2 separate regions of the Zea mays genome follow, and region 2 is linked to region 1. A link is a contact called in public Hi-C data. All regions are on one chromosome and are shown on one strand. Each heading gives the region's core, a stretch centred on a gene start, on an enhancer-like site or on the middle of the called end of the contact. The rest is flanking DNA. Distances are from core to core; before and after follow the strand shown.

Region 1 (7,912 bases), core at 2,642-5,141:
TTCTTCATACACTTCTTGTGATGGTCTGTGTACATCACCAGGGATACAAGAACTAGACCCATCAACAACAATTCCATGGAACATTTCTGCTAATTGTTCCATGTACGTAGGAATCACATGTTGAAACTTCCTGCACTCTTTTCTTTTCTGCAATAAAAGGTAACACACATTTTAGCTATCAGTTCTAAGGGCTTCATGTACAGAGATATATGACACAAGTGCACTAACCTCCGTGTGAGTCTTCCAGAATGAATCTGAAGCTATAACTACACCATCAGCCATTCTTCCTAACCCACTTTGATTGTTAAGAAACAACCAAAAAGAGTACAAGGCCTTGCACTGAGTCCATATATTCTTAAATTGTTTGGTGTCATGTCTAAGTCATGTCTTAGAAAAGAATTCCTCCTTTATCAGGTTGTATCCTCTGGTTGTCATTGTACCATTTAGACAGTTCCCAGCTCTAATTTGGTCAACACATAAATCACATAATATTTGTGTGTTCTCTTCATTCCAATTGGCCTTGTCAAAACGAGGCTTTTGTATGTAACAACCACGGAATATGAACAAAAGTTTAAAACAATCATTATGGTAATGGTGTGCATAGATTTACAAATGCATAGATTAACTCATGTGTGATGAACTAAGAGATGGTGAACCAAGAAGCTAGGCTCTCCTCGCTAAAAAATAAAAAACTGATTTCTTAAAAAAAATGCTTTCAAATAAGACCGAAGTCCCATTTTTGCATATAGTTTGGGGCGTGTTTGTGAGGGTGGCCCTGTAGCCCGGTTGCGCTCGTGGGCTGCAAGTAGCGTTGTTTGCCATCTTGGCCCGTTTCGCGGCCTAGCTCAAAGCACCTCAAGTTCACATATGTTCTAGCTGGCTAGGAGGGGTCTGCCCATGATGCACTTATCCTGGCTGATGCCATTGAGAGGGATGATGGGTTCACTGTCCCACAAGGTAATTGCACTACCAAGTTCACATTGTAGGTAAATTCTACAATGTCACACAAGCTCACAGTAGATTTCACATTGTAGGTAAATTCTACTTGGTAGATGCGGGGTATGCATGCCGCACTGGCTTTCTACCCCCCTTCAGGGGGGTTAGGTACCATTTGAGTGAGTTTGGGAGCAGAAATCGACCTACCAATGCAAGAGAACTGTTCAACCTGAGACACTCATCACTTAGAGTTACTGTGGAGAGGGCTATAGGTGCATTGAAGAAGAGGTTTCGTATCTTGGACAACAAGCCCTTTCACAAGTATAAGACACAAGTCAAGCTTGTGTTGGCATGCTCGATCCTGCATAACTGGATTTTAGGCTTTGGCATTGACGAAGTAGTGCCTAATGAGGAGGGTTTCACTGGCACAATGGTAGATCCACTAGATGACAATGGTAGCCAGAGCCAAGATTCCAGTGCCATGGCTGCAAAGAGGGATGCCATTTGCAATGTTATGTGGGAAGGGAGGGGAAGCTCTAGGATATGATGGTTTGTTTACCCTGCTATGGAACTCATGTTTGTTTGATGATAATGTAATAATATGATGGACATGGCTGAGACCAATTTTTTTCATTCCCATTTGTCTCTTCTTGTTGTGCTGATATTATTATCCTAATTTGTACATGCAAACCAGTGGTAAGATGCCTTCAGTCCCAGCTGGTGATCAGGGTGGGTTTGTCCCAGCTACTGATGTGATGACTGAGATGATAAGGATTGGTGCTAGTGCACCAGCTAACGCTGATGATGCTACTGCATCTAGTGTCGGTGCTGCTCCAGCAGCAGCTGGTCTTGTTGCTGCTGTTCCCGGGGGTCCTAGGGCAATGAGGTGGAACAACAACACCTCTGGATTTATTCTTAGGAGGATGGCTCAACTTCTTAGTGATGGTAGCAGGCCTGACAAGGTCTTCAAGGACAAGGATGTCAACTCTGTTGCCAAAGCCCTTAAGGAGTACAGTGGGGAGGCAGTGAGCCCAACTCAGGTGTATAACCACTTGAGGAAATGGAGGCAGAAATGGTCTAGGGTGTCTAAGCTCAAAGACCTTAGTGGGGCTTTATGGGATAGTGACTCCAATGCTATCTTGCTTGATCAGGAGCACTACCTTGGCCACTGCAAGGTAGCACTATGATTTGTTTCCTATGACTCCTTGCTTTTTTTACTTGTCTAAAACACTATCTTTTCAATTACTTGATCAGGACCATCCAAAAGATGCAGAGTTCCTAAACTGCCCTATTAGGTTCTACACTGAGATGGAGGCCATTTTTGGCCATGCTATGGCCACTAGCAAATTTGCACTTGGTTCTGGTGAAGCCTTAGGACAGAACCAGGTTGATAGTGTTGCTGCCAAGGTTGAGGGACCTGCCTTCACCTATATCTCTGAAGAGAGAGCACAAACTGATGTTGGAGAGGGTAGCAAGGCCACCGAGAACCCCTCCATAGCTGTGGGTAGGAAGAGGAAGAGAGGGAACTTCAGTGAGGATGAGATGCTTATGTTGACCAATATGTCTGATGCAGTGAACAATGTGGCTAATGCCCTTAGAGAGACTGGACCTGCCCATGTGGATGCTAACCTCTACCTAGCTGTGATGGAGATGCCTGGCTATTCTGAGGAGGCACTGATTGTTGCCTACACCTTCCTCCTGGACAACAAGGCTCAAGGCAGGGGCTTTGTTCACATGACTGAGGCACATAGAAACATTTGGCTTAGGACCTTCCTAGCCAAGAACTACTACATGTAGGTGAATTACATGTTGGTGTGCGCCACCACCCACTCTCTCTTCCTACCCACTCTCTCTTTTGACTACAACTGGGAATAGTTTGTTGTAGACATTTTGGTGTGCAGTCTGGTTTACTCCCACCAGTCCTTTTGTCTAATTTACCTAGGAGGGTGGCTAACAATAGGTAACATTTGGGTGGACACCATTTGAACCCTAAGCTATTGGGCTCAAACTTATTGTAAGGCACTATTTGTGTAGCCTCTGTTGGCTGTTGTGGTAAGTTTATATTATTTCATCCATTTCATACTATGATTGAAGTTTTTACTTGGCCAATGATGCTATATACACCAATCTGAGGTGCATTTGCATTTGATGTGTTGTACTGCAGCTGAGGCCCATGTTTACTTGTGCTTTCCTTTATTCCTATGATGACATAATTGCCATTGAACCATGTTGTCATTATTGCCCGTGTTAATGTGGATGATCTTTAAATTGTGAGGTACTGGGCATATGCTGAAAATTATGTTGTTTCCACCATGTTGTGATTATTGCCTTGGAACCATGGGGCACATCCATGCCCAATGCAACTGTTATCCACAAAAGATGACTGATGGTTGGGTTGGATGAATATCATGGTTTCATGGCTGCCCAGCTATGTTCCTTATGCTCCAAGTTAAAAGATCACATGAAAATGACAATTAATATCTGAGGAAAATTATTGCTATTGTCAATCTTGCATGGCTTCTTTGATGGATATGTTGCAGATGGATGCCCAACTACCTGACTATGTTGCAGATGGATGCCCAACTACCTGATCATGGCTTCTTTGATTGTAACATGTAAATAGCAATGACAATAATTGATCCAGTTAAGTTAAAATTGTCTGAGGCTAACTCAGTTGTAATGCCTGTATTGTTGTAAATAACAATGACAATAATGACAATTGTCTCTATTTTCTATCTATGGGCCAGGCCGACCACAGCCAGCTGCCAAACATATTCTCAGTTTGGCAGTAGGGCGGTTGGATCCTTAGCCCAGCTATCAAAAAGAGTCACAAACACGATCTAGCCTGGGTCGAGCTCATCTTGTACAGGAACACGAACAAGGTCACTTGCACCAACTGGGCCAAGCCAACTTGGGCTGGGCTAGAGCAGGCCGAGCCGCATGGTGCAGGGTCGCAAACACGCCCTTGGAGACCTTCCCCTGCCGCGGCGAGGACACCGCTTGCTTTCACGGCCGACGACCTAATCCCCTTCCCTCCCATTGGCAGCCGTCGCCATGCTGCGCGTCCGAAATCGGCTCCTCCCTCTGCTCGGCGCCGCCTCCCCGCTTCCCTCCCCCATCCACATCCACCTCCGCGTGTGCCGCCTCCTCTCCACCTCCACCTCTACGGCCACCGTCCCCGCACCCTTCTCCCTTGAGAACTACCTCGTCGCCGCCTGCGGCTTCGCACCCGCCCAAGCTCGCTTGGTGTCCAAGAAGGCGTTCAACGAGTTGTCCAGGGAATCCAAGAGATCATCGGAGGAGCACTCCTGCAGACGCCTCATCTCCGCCTCCAACCCAGATGCCATCCTCGCGCTGCTCTCCGGCGCCGGCCTCTCCCGCGCCGACATCGCCGCCGTCGTCTTTGCGGACCCGCTGATCCTCCGCGCTTCCGTGAGTAAAATCGCACCCCGCCTTGTCGCTCTCCGCGACCGCGTCGGCCTGTCTACTCCCCAGATCGCTCGCTTCCTCCTGGTCGGCTCACGCGCTCTCCGCCGGTGCGACGTCGTTCCCAAGGTTGAGTTCTTCTTGTCCTTCTTGGGCTCCTTTGATCGGGTACTGGCGGTCGCAAAGGCAAACTTGGGCATCTTCAACGCGAACCTTGAGAAGGTAATAAAGCCCAACATAGACTTGTTTCGTCAACGCGGCGTTCGAAACGTCCCTAAGATCTGTCTCCACCGCCCACGGACGCTTTCCTTTAACCTCGAACGCGTGAAGGAATTTTTGCTGCGGGCAGAAGAACTTGGGGTGCCTGCCGCGTCGCCCTTGTTCATGCAAGCAGTGGGAGTCGTCACCAGTTTTCCCCCTGAGAAGGTTGCTGCCAAACTTGACTTCTTTAAGAGGACTCTTGGTTGTTCTGAGTCTGAGGTTTCGAATGCAGTGTCCAAGATGCCACAAATACTAGCATTGTCTGAGGCGACTCTTCTTCGCAAGATCGAGTTCCTGGTCAATGAGGGGGCGATAGAGCCACAGTATATTATGCAAAGGCCTATCCTGCTCGCATTCAGCTTGGAGAAGCGGCTAGTGCCCCGGTATCGTGTCATCAAAGTGCTGCAGGGAAAGGGATTGCTGAATAGCAACATGAGCCTTTCCTCATTAGCTTCTCTTGCAGAAGAAACCTTCAAGTCCAAGTTCGTCGACTGCCACAAGGACTGTGTTCCTGGCCTTGCAGATGCTTATGCTGCAGCTTGTGCTAGTATTGTGCCCTCGACAGTGTAAGTTAAGCCGTTTCAAAAACAAAAACAGTGTAAGTTAAGCTTCTCATTTTGTGTTTTAGGTGGATGCTCATTGGCTGCTGTCCACTCTGCAATTTTGATTTCTGAAGTATATAACCACTCATGATCACTGATTGGTCATATCCAAGGTTTAAGTTATGGACTTGTGGTTATTGATGAAAGGAGCTGTGTTTGGCTTGTTCTGGATGCTTAATGCACGTTTTGTTGGTTTCATCTTCTGCCTAGCACATGGCCTAAGATTATCCTTAACTTCGTTGTCTTCCGTGGATCAGTCTTTGATGTAGAGCAGTATCTGTAAGGGAATGAGATGCTGACAGAATCTAAGTCTTAAAACTTTTTATTACTACCATTTTGTTTACTTTTTTTTTGTTTTAAGTAGGAATTATCTTGGAACTATTTCTACTTTTGTGCCTTTGCATGATAGTAGCAGGCATAGTGCTATTTATAAAGTTTAGCAACTGATATGGCAGGGTTACGGATCATGAGCTGATGTAACCACTGATGCCCTCTGTTCTGAGCTGTCGCTGGAATGATGTAACCACCGATGCCCTCTGTTCCGAGCTGCCGCTGAAATTCTAGATCTCTAAACTTGTGTGATCGATTGCCAAATTAGTTGATTTGGAAGTGTTGCCCATCTGAACCACGTCATTTCTACTGCTAATTAGTTGCCTCCGCGTATGTATGCTGGTCCTAAACTTCATTGTTATGTTGACTCTAAAAGCTGCACGAGTTACAGCCGCAATCTGAGAACAGTTTGTAGCTATATATATATGCCATGGCAAATACTGATATGAATCTTTCCACTTGCACCATAATATCTGAATATGTACGGCATAAACAAGGGGCTAATATACAAGACATGAACAATAGCTGTCTATCAACAATGTATCATTACCAACAGTAGAAGACTGCTCATACGGAAACTGGCGAAAATATTGATCTTTATATGTGAAACTGTATGCGGTCAACTCAGTCTTCAATGGTAAACCAAGAACCTAAGGTGTTCTCCCTGAAGATCATCCTCATAAAAGAATAGATGTAACACACAATCTTCATGATGATCTCTGATTTTTTCTGTGCGTCAACAATGGTTTTGCAGAAACCGTGTATGGTTCCAGCATCGTTGGTACGATCTAAAATGTTTACATAAGAGTATAATACTGGTTAAAGTGTAGCTGTATTGTGTTAGAACATAATTTAAGAACTATGGAAATGAATTAGAAAGAAACATAACTGGTAATAGAAACCTCATGGACTACAGGTGCTGCATATCCCTCTGTCATGTAATATAAGCTGGCTAGTAGTTATGCGATGCAGTAAGCTGGGTATTGTTCTGCGATGCAGTAAGTTGTGGGTGGTAGTGAGTGGGAGTTGCTTGCTGTTGAACTGATGTAACTGGAGGATATAAGTCGTAATTTTGTCATGATGTTATGCAATGGGTACGGGATTCGTCCCTGCCACTTCAATTCTCCAAACTTGATGTAATAATGTAAGGACCTTAAGGACTGATTTGGTGACAAGGGGATCACGGGAGGATCGGAGAGGATTGAGAAGAAATGAACTAATTTCCCTATCAATCCCCTTCAATCCACCTGTGATCCCTGCTCACCAAATCAGCCCTAAAGGGTTTGGCTACTTGCATCCTCATTCCTTAAACTCCATTAGTGAGTTAAATTTGTCTTTGGGTTCAAATTGTTTTCATTTACTTTAAAAAAAGGCTTACAGTAGATCACAGTGATCCATCTGTTGAGTGTTGATTTTTATTAGGAAAAAAACTCAGATACACTGCATATTTTGATTTCATATTATCGCGCAGATGCAGGAGGGAGAACGATAAGCATTACATGAGGTCAGCCTCGAAAAAGTACTATCACATTTCATGCCATTTCCAAAATTGTACTCGACAGAAAAGAGAAGAACCAGAGATTGTGCTTGTTGGGGGCTTGTTCTCAAATGCTATGAGTTAAGAACAAGGCAACATAGAAAATGTTAATCGTTAAAGTCCTTCGTCCCCGAAGCATTATTTCCCTTAGGATGTAATGACTTGCGGACGAAGGTTATGAAGGACATACCTTCATACATTCATTAAGTAATAGCGAGGAATGAAATATAAAGAATATTAAAGACAATATAAGCAATCATATATTATGATAGGGCATAAACAGAAACATTGTCGAATTACAAGTGTACCTTCAATCGGAAGGGAATAACAGTACAAGCTTGGCGCAAAAAACGAATGCCAAGTCAGCGTGAACAGTACGAGGATACTGTTCACCTATTTATAGACAAGGGACACAGCCCTTACAAAATTACATTCATGCCCTTTACATTTGATAATAACTCTATAGTAATCTATCGGGGTCTGGATAGCCTTTTCATCTTTAAGTCGGTTCCACTCTTTGCTGTTACGCCGAAGCTTTCCTGCTCAGCACCTTCGGCTCTGAATCAAGCTTCGTATTATTCCGGTCTGCTGCAATGCCGACTTTAGTTTGAGGGTACCTGTTCACACATTGTACTACAGAAATACTGTTAAATCCAGTTTTTGAGGACCTTCGGACGCCGAAGGTCCCCAACAGTAGCCCCTCGCAATATTAATTTGTTTGAAATAATAAATTTAGATTGCGATATGGACGAAGGCTTTACGCCGAAGGTCCGAAAAAACACCTTCCCTTTGCTAGAATAGCAACATTCAATGACAAGTG
Region 2 (7,912 bases), core at 2,536-5,035, 280 kb before region 1:
TTGGCTGCCATTAATTCACTCCATCAAGGGAATACTCACATGTTGGGGATGCTGAATTCAGCTTATTTAACTCTTCTCCCTAAGAAAGTTGATGCCTTGTCTGCAAAAGATTTTATACCAATTAGCTTAATTCATAGTTTTGCTAAATTGGTCACCAAAATGCTTGCTAATAGATTGGGACCCTATCTGCAGGAGTTGGTGGCATCTAATCAGAGTGCCTTTGTGAGAGGCCGATCGATTCACGATAACTTTATGTTGGTGCAGCATTCAATTAAATCTCTCCACAAGAAGAGAGTCTCTAGTTTGCTCTTGAAGCTGGATATCTCCAAAGCATTTGACTCGGTCTCTTGGGCCTTCTTGCTTGAAGTGCTTTCATATCTTGGGTTTGGTCCTGTGTGGCGAAATATGATCTCCAATATTCTGGCCTCTTCTTCTACGCAAGTGCTTTTGAATGGGTCTCCTGGAATTCCTATTAGGCACCGGAGAGGGCTTCGCCAGGGTGATCCTCTCTCTCCAATGTTGTTCGTATTGGTTATGGATATTCTCAACAGTCTGTTTAACCTGGCTGAAAATAGGGGGCTGCTGCACAGCTTGGAGGGTGCTAATATCCGTAACAGACTGTCCATTTATGCTGATGATGTGGTCCTTTTTGTTCAACCTTTTGAGGAAGATTTTCAATGTGTCAAAACGATTTTGGACTGCTTTGGTTCAGCCACGGGATTGGTATCTAATTTGCAAAAAAGTTTTGTTATCCCAATCAGGTGTAATGAGCAGGCGGTACAGATGGGCTGCAATACTCTTCAGTGCACTGCTTCCTCCTTTCCTTGCACTTATTTGGGACTGCCACTTTCAGATAAAAAGCTCAGAAAATCTGATCTCATGGTTTGGGTCGAGAAAGTTGCAGACCGACTTCCTAATTGGAAGGCTCGGTTGCTTAGTTTCGCTGGCAGGACAACTATGGTGCGCTTTGTGCTTTCAGCCATCCCGATCTACCTTCTCATTGCAATGAAAATCCCCAAGTGGGTGATTAATTCTATAGATAAGATTCGGAGAGGATTTATTTGGAAAGGAAGAAAGGAGGTAAATGGTGGCAATTGCCTTGTGTCGTGGGACATTGTTACAAGGCCTTTGGATCTCGGTGGGCTTGGGATTTCTAACCTGCTGTACCAGAGTTGGGCGCTGCAAGCTAAATGGCTATGGCTAGAAAAAACTGATCCTACCAAGCCGTGGTCTGGTTTGGACTTGCCTATTCAACAAATTGTCAAGAGATTCTTTACTGCTTCTATTGTTTCTCTGGTTGGTAATGGGCATAATACTTTATTTTGGACAGATCGGTGGTTGGATGGGTCTTGTATCCAAGATTTTGCCCCTGCTGTTGTGGCTAATGTTGGGAAACGAGCTATTTCTTCTAGATCGGTGGCCCATGCTCTTCAGAATTGGCAGTGGATCAGTGACATTGAGACCCCTCTTAGTTTGCTTGGGCTGCAGCAATATCTTAGCCTTTGGGATGCTTTAAGGGGAGTGGTGCTCACTCAGGAGGCGGATCGACATGTGTGGATTCATTCTTCCTCTGGTCAGTTCTCTTCGAAGTCGTGTTATAGGGCATTTTTCATGGGTTCGATTACCTTCGAACCATGGAAGAGGTTATGGAAGACTTGGGCTCCACCCAAATGCAAATTTTTTCTTTGGTTGGCAATAAGAAATAAATGTTGGACAGCTGATAGACTGCAGAAAAGAGGGTTGGCTTATCCTGAGGTTTGTCCTTTATGTGATCAAGATTCGGAGAATATCCAACACCTCCTTTGCACTTGCATTTTTGCGCGGCAATTTTGGTTCTACATTCTCTCTTCCTTGGGGCTGGCTAATCTTTCTCCTGCCTCTAATGAGTCCAATTTTGCTGACTGGTGGGAGAAGGTGTGTAAGCAAGTGCACAAATCCAAAAGAAGAGGCTTTAACAGTATCATCATCTTGGGGGCTTGGTGTTTATGGCTGCATCGTAATAAGGCGGTTTTTGATGACGTCAGGCCTTCTTTTCAGGGAATAAAATCAGTTTTTCTGGATGAGTTTGAGTGTTGGAGGCTTGCCGGTGCTAGACATCTTGAGGCTTTGGGTCCTGGTGCTGCAATTTTCAGATCAAGGGTTCTATTGGGGGCTTAGTGAAGAGAAGTTGTGTGGGTGTGCGGCCTGCTGACACTTGTGCTGCTGTCCTGTGCAGAGGGCAGCTGCATTCCTGTGCGTAGCATGTATTAGTGGTCTTGTGTTTGGTCAGGTTTTGGTGGTCTTGTGTTTGGCCTTTTGTGCCATTGTACTTTGGTCCATTTTGGACTGTTTCTTCTCTTAATTTAATGATGCGCAGCTCTCCTGCGCGTTCACGAAAAAAAAAATTATGTATAGGGTAGCATGAGTTGTTTTTGTGATCTGGTTTTGTTGTTCGGCCCCTAATATTTGAAGGGCTCAGTCTAGCTGATGGTATAATGTGAGCCCTAAGTTATTTTACCTGTGCTTATCTTGTAGGGCATCAGAAGACTTTCATTACAGTTCAGCAGGTTAATAATTAAACTGCCCTGTGTTTTGGGTCTGCTGGTCTCCACTCCCCAGACGATAGCATTGGATCCTCTTGCTCAACAAGATCTGACAACCGATATGTCTCTAGATCGTTGTATGGTGCGACTTGCATTGGCCCTACACAACGACTGAGGGCATAGTTTCCCAATGCTTTTATCTAGAATCAAGTTCCGCTGTTTGGTTTCAGTTACCAAATTCCTTGAAAATGCTTTTTAAGGGCTTGTTCGGTTGTGTCTAGATCGAAGGGGATTGAGGAAGGTTACGTTCTATTTAATTTTGACTAGCGAAGGATTTAATTCCCTCTAATCCCCTTCGATCGAGACGTAACCGAGTAAGCCTTAAGATGTGTAGGCTGTGGCTTGTGTTACTGAACCAGAGGATTGCTAGCGTCTGAATTTTTCGTTGTTCGGAGTAGTGTCTGAAAGGTACGAGGATGTTATGGACTCTTTAAGCAGGGATGCGGGATGCGTACGGTTGCAAGCTATTGGGGCGATGCTGGAGCAAATAAAGTGATGCAGTTTGCTTGCAGATTTTCAGATGTTTTTTTTGCAGGTAATTCTCGTCGGCCCTCAGGGCAAATCACAATCAACTTTCTGCAGGTTATTCATGTCGGGCTTTTCAGGGCAAGTACATACTTCTGGGCCACAGATTGTACGTGCGTCTAGAAGAGGCAAAGCAAGGGTAACATAACATCCCCATCCACGGCCATGGTCAAACGGACGGCTCAAATCTGCCCAAACTGTTGAAGTTGCAGTTCAACTAGAAAGCTGGACCATTTCAGAGTTGAAAGTAATACTGTTCTAAAAAAATTGCGAGTGGCACATGGTTTTGGGTCGCATGCACGACCTCGTCAACCACCATTGTACCAACCACTAGCATGCAGATCTTGTCTTTTACAACAACAACAACAAAAATTTTAAGTACAGGTACGGTGGTTCAAACCGCTAGTAACATGCAAACATGTGAGAATTCTTTTATTTATTTGTCTACCATTTTCTATTCTCAGACTGTGGAATCATCCTCACCCGACAGAGAACGTGGTGATGCTTTTACGCGTCAAAAAACACCAAAGCTCCAAAATTATGACACAAGGGCTCGTAGTTTTATTTGAACTTTATTTTGTCTGACGACAACGGAGGTGTTCGAATCGGCCGTTGGGAGCGCACAGTATAAACGAGCGAACACCAAGTCACGAACCTTCCGCTTCCCCTTCCCCTCACCGTGCTGCGCTGTTTACGCCCGCGTCCCCTTCCGTTTCCGTTCCATTCGCCTATCGTACCCCCTCTCCGTCTCTCGTCATCGTCGGCCCGTCGCAGCCACCTCCATCGGCCTCCGATCCCTCCACGAGCCTCCGGTCGAATCCGAGGTACGCAACGCGCGAATCGCCGCAGCCCCTCCCCCCATTCCGCGACCCGACCGATCCGCGCTGCGGCGCGTCATCGCCACGGCTTCTTACTGTGTGGATCTCGGTGGCGTGTGACTGCTGCAGGAGCAGGATCCGCGGCGGCGGGCGGCGGTCGCCCGGCGATGGCGCACCGTATGGACAACGAGTACGACTACCTCTTCAAGATCGTGCTCATCGGCGACTCCGGCGTCGGCAAGTCCAACATCCTCTCCCGATTCACCCGCAACGAGTTCTGCCTCGAGTCCAAGTCCACCATCGGCGTCGAGTTCGCCACCCGCACCCTGCAGGTAAACCCACCCGCAATGATTTGAAGAACGTTCTAGTTTATAAGTCGTTTTGACATTTGTAAATACACAACTTCTGTTATGTAACTAGACAAATAGTGTATCCTTTTCCACAACGGACGAATCCGAATTTCATTGTTTGGAATCAACTAAAATTACAAAAGTTTTAACCACACATTTTCCACTAGTATCACCAAAAAAACCTGCTTAGCTGGAATGAACACGGCATATTATGTGGCTAGATGCTTGATGTATCTAGAAAAGCCAAAACAACCTATAGTTTGGGACATACGATGTATGTCGTTGTATAGAATGTAATATAAAACATGACAACTTTATGGGCTCGTCTCACGACACCATAGTGGTTAAGGCAAGGGTAGCACTAGCAGCAGTAATGACGTCAAATTCTGGAACCGGGATGCCATCCTGGGGGATCTCGAGGGCATGACAAGTCCAACAGCTCAAGAGCACCTGCAGGTTGCGACGACACCGCGCTGGCCAACAATGGGCAGTGCTACATTAACTAAGGTGGGGTGAAGTACCCAAGTAGGAGCAGCTATGCTTATCTTTACTTAATTTACCTTTACTGTCATTCGTAAATCGATTCATCATATTGATAATTAACCAACAAATTAGATAAACAACTTTTAAAAAGAGAAGTCTACTGCTGTGCAGTGTAAACTGGGCCTTATGTGATGCCGATCGAGTGATCAGCGTGCTGCTCTCAGCTGGCGTGCCCATGAGGTCATGTCCTATCTATTTAAAATTTATCCATGCCCCGTCGATGCCGACACTAGGATCTGCTCCTTCGCCAGCTTATCCCACACGCTAAAGCTGGAGCCGGGCTACTATGGCAAAGCCATCTTTCCCGTGAAGGTGCGGGCGTCAGCGGAGAAGGTGGCCGGCTCATCTGCATGGTCCGGAGGCCAAGCATCGGATGGCCGAGGAGTGCCTAAGTCGAGCTGAAGGCTGTACCGGAGGCCACAACCCGTTCTTGATGATCTTCAACTATCTGTGCATGTCTTGAACTGGAGCAAGCTCGGGGTTTCACAGATGCAGACTTATGGGTACGACAAACTGATGTTCGCCGGTCAGCTGGTGAAGTGCAACCTTATTGCATCGTTCATTGTCATGAGGGAGGGTGCTTGGCTGCTCGCGCCGCTCGTCGGCAGCATCACCAAGCAGCACAACAACTTCGCCTGCAGGATGTGCGAGCACGGAGCACCTCGTATGATACATGTGCACGCGAGCATGAAGATGAAGGAACCCTGCTGCTACATCTAGGTGAGCTAAGTTTTGGGTGTATTGCTCCAACAGAGGTACTTATATGCCATATACATGCGGCGTGGGGTGCAGCCGTCTGACTCAGATTTGGACTTGTGGTGACTAAAGAAAATTTTTGGCTCTGGTCAAAGAATTCCATCAGAGCATGTAATTGGTTATTATGCCTAAAACGGAAAAGAACCAGTGAAACAAAAATCAGAAAAATAAAAACAAAAAAGCCCAGAAGCCGTTCGGTTGGCCAGGGAGGAAGCTCTTCTGTGGTTCTTGGCTGGAGCTAAGGGGGTTTCCTTCCTCCAAGCTCAAAGCCGTGTGGGATAGTTTCTTTGTCGTTAGTGTTGGGGTGTCTGCCACCTGACAGGCGCTCTGCCCCTGCTCTGGCTGGGTGGGGTTTTCTTGTGTGCGTGTTTGTGTGTTCTGTGTTGGTGTTTTCTCTATGTAATGTTTGTTCCGGGGTCTTTCCCCCATTTCTTAATACAATGATACACAGCTCTCCTGCGTGTTCGACAAAAAACCCCCAAAAAGATCCACGGTTGAACAACACGAATCAAAACGGATGCTAAAGATTGGAACAACGAAAAAAGACGTAAAAAATAGGCAAAAACGTACGTGGAACGAACAATGAAACAGGAAAAAAAGATCCAGATCAATGAGTACACATAAACGAAAAAAGCGTAGGTAAAATAGGTATAAGAAAGATACAGATACATCCTTTTCTATTTAGTTTAGGATTTCTATTAAGGTTCATGATTGAAGGGATTTATTTGGATCCGAATTCCTATCTATCCAGGTTACCTCAAGAAGCTCTGCATCTGGATATATTAAACGAGAGGGTTGCAGCCAAACAAACAGAGAACGTTTCCACATTCACAAAGTTAGTTAGGAGAGGCCATACCAAGAAAAAGTGGGGAGAAATTTTGGGTCTTTAATATTAGATAACACACAGAGAAGAAAACAACGAATTATTGTTGGTGGAACAGATTTTTACGTTCTCGGCTAGGAAACTAGTACAACAACACTTCAGTTAATATAGTGTCAATCAATGGTTGTGAGTTAACAGTACAATAGTACCACTAACAAATACCGAAAAGTTAACAGTACAATAGTACCACTAACAAATACCGAAAAGGAAAAAAAAGGCAGATGGTTGTATTGAGTTCATGCATGTTGCTGATATGTGCCCTTCAGTTTGGAGGTTTCTCAGCTTGCCAGTTTAATTCCATCTAATGGCGCATATTTTGCTGCTTGGTATGTCTGTTTTGTGTGTCACTTTTTATTTGGTTGTTTTGTCTCATTATAAAACAAGTTCGGCATACACTAGTGCCGATTGTCTACTACTGTTTTAAGCTTTAATAACTCTACAAATTTGGTTTAAACTCTGTATTCAACTTTACCAGCATGGTTTAACCCTAATTGGAAAAATGTTTGTATACTGCTGTTTTAGTTGTAGTTCTGCTATATACTGTGTTTGATTTCACTGATATTTGTCTGGTATATTGTGATGGGCATACACAAGCATTGTGTTTGTCATCTGTGATTGCAAATCATACATGCAAGATGAAACTATCACCTTTACCATGGTCCATGGGTTACAAATGGTTTGTTCAACCTGGTGTGAGAACGAGCAACTTGCTGAGAGTGTGTAAGTGTATGGATTTATGTCAGGAATATTTCAATTTTCAGAACAAGGAATTGTGTGTCGTATGGATATCCTGAGTTCATGATTGTGTTGTTTACCTTTTAGTAGATTTATCATGTTACTTAAAAAAACAGGCCATACCCATGTATAACATGGTATGTTTTCTGAAGACTTGTCCTTTGATTAATTAAATACATATACAATAAAGTTTGAGTATTGTTTGGTTGTATTGTTATATTATTCTTTTCCCCTTCTGTACTGATTTACTGTTATTTTAATTTATTTTTAATGTTTTGATGTATAAGTTTGGAACTGAATTACACAGGTTGAAGGGAAAACCATCAAAGCCCAAATATGGGATACTGCTGGGCAAGAGAGGTACCGTGCAATCACAAGTGCGTACTACAGAGGAGCTGTGGGTGCACTTCTAGTCTACGACATCACGAAGAAGCAGACATTCGAAAACATACAGAGGTGGCTTCGTGAGCTCCGCGACCACGCCGACTCCAACATTGTGATCATGATGGTTGGTAACAAGTCCGACCTGAACCACCTGAGGTCGGTTGCAGAGGAAGACGGGCAGGCATTGGCAGAGAAGGAAGGCCTATCCTTCCTCGAGACATCCGCCCTCGAAGCGCTCAATGTCGAGAAGGCGTTCCAGACCGTCCTCTCTGATATTCACCAAATCATAAGCAAGAAGGCACTTGCAGCCCAAGAGGCAGCAGGCAGTGGGCCTCC

What was found. Hi-C and Micro-C count contacts between places; a contact is called where the count stands out from the background.
Region 2: a contact with region 1 is called in a Hi-C map of bundle sheath, with 2.9 times the contacts expected there. The contact joins the promoter of LOC100216670 here to the promoter of LOC100217134 in region 1. A contact is called at or near these places in 3 of 25 Hi-C or Micro-C datasets (bundle sheath, ear and tassel).

Annotation. Positions count from the first base shown.
Region 1 is chr1:300,809,602-300,817,513 of Zm-B73-REFERENCE-NAM-5.0, reverse strand. LOC100217134 reads left to right here and starts at 3,891. Exons shown (of 1, transcript NM_001143502.3): 1 at 3,891-5,371. The coding sequence starts at 3,991. The coding sequence ends at 5,193. It overlaps LOC103645715, which reads left to right and starts at 1,229. Exons shown (of 2, transcript XM_008668727.4): 1 at 1,229-2,111; 2 at 2,191-2,767. The coding sequence starts at 1,620. The coding sequence ends at 2,733.
Region 2 is chr1:301,093,718-301,101,629 of Zm-B73-REFERENCE-NAM-5.0, reverse strand. LOC100216670 (Ras-related protein RABA2c) reads left to right here and starts at 3,785. Exons shown (of 3, transcript NM_001143079.1): 1 at 3,785-3,931; 2 at 4,055-4,257; 3 at 7,500-7,912. The coding sequence starts at 4,093. LOC100280558 reads left to right here. Exons shown (of 2, transcript NM_001153477.1): 2 at 2,515-2,751.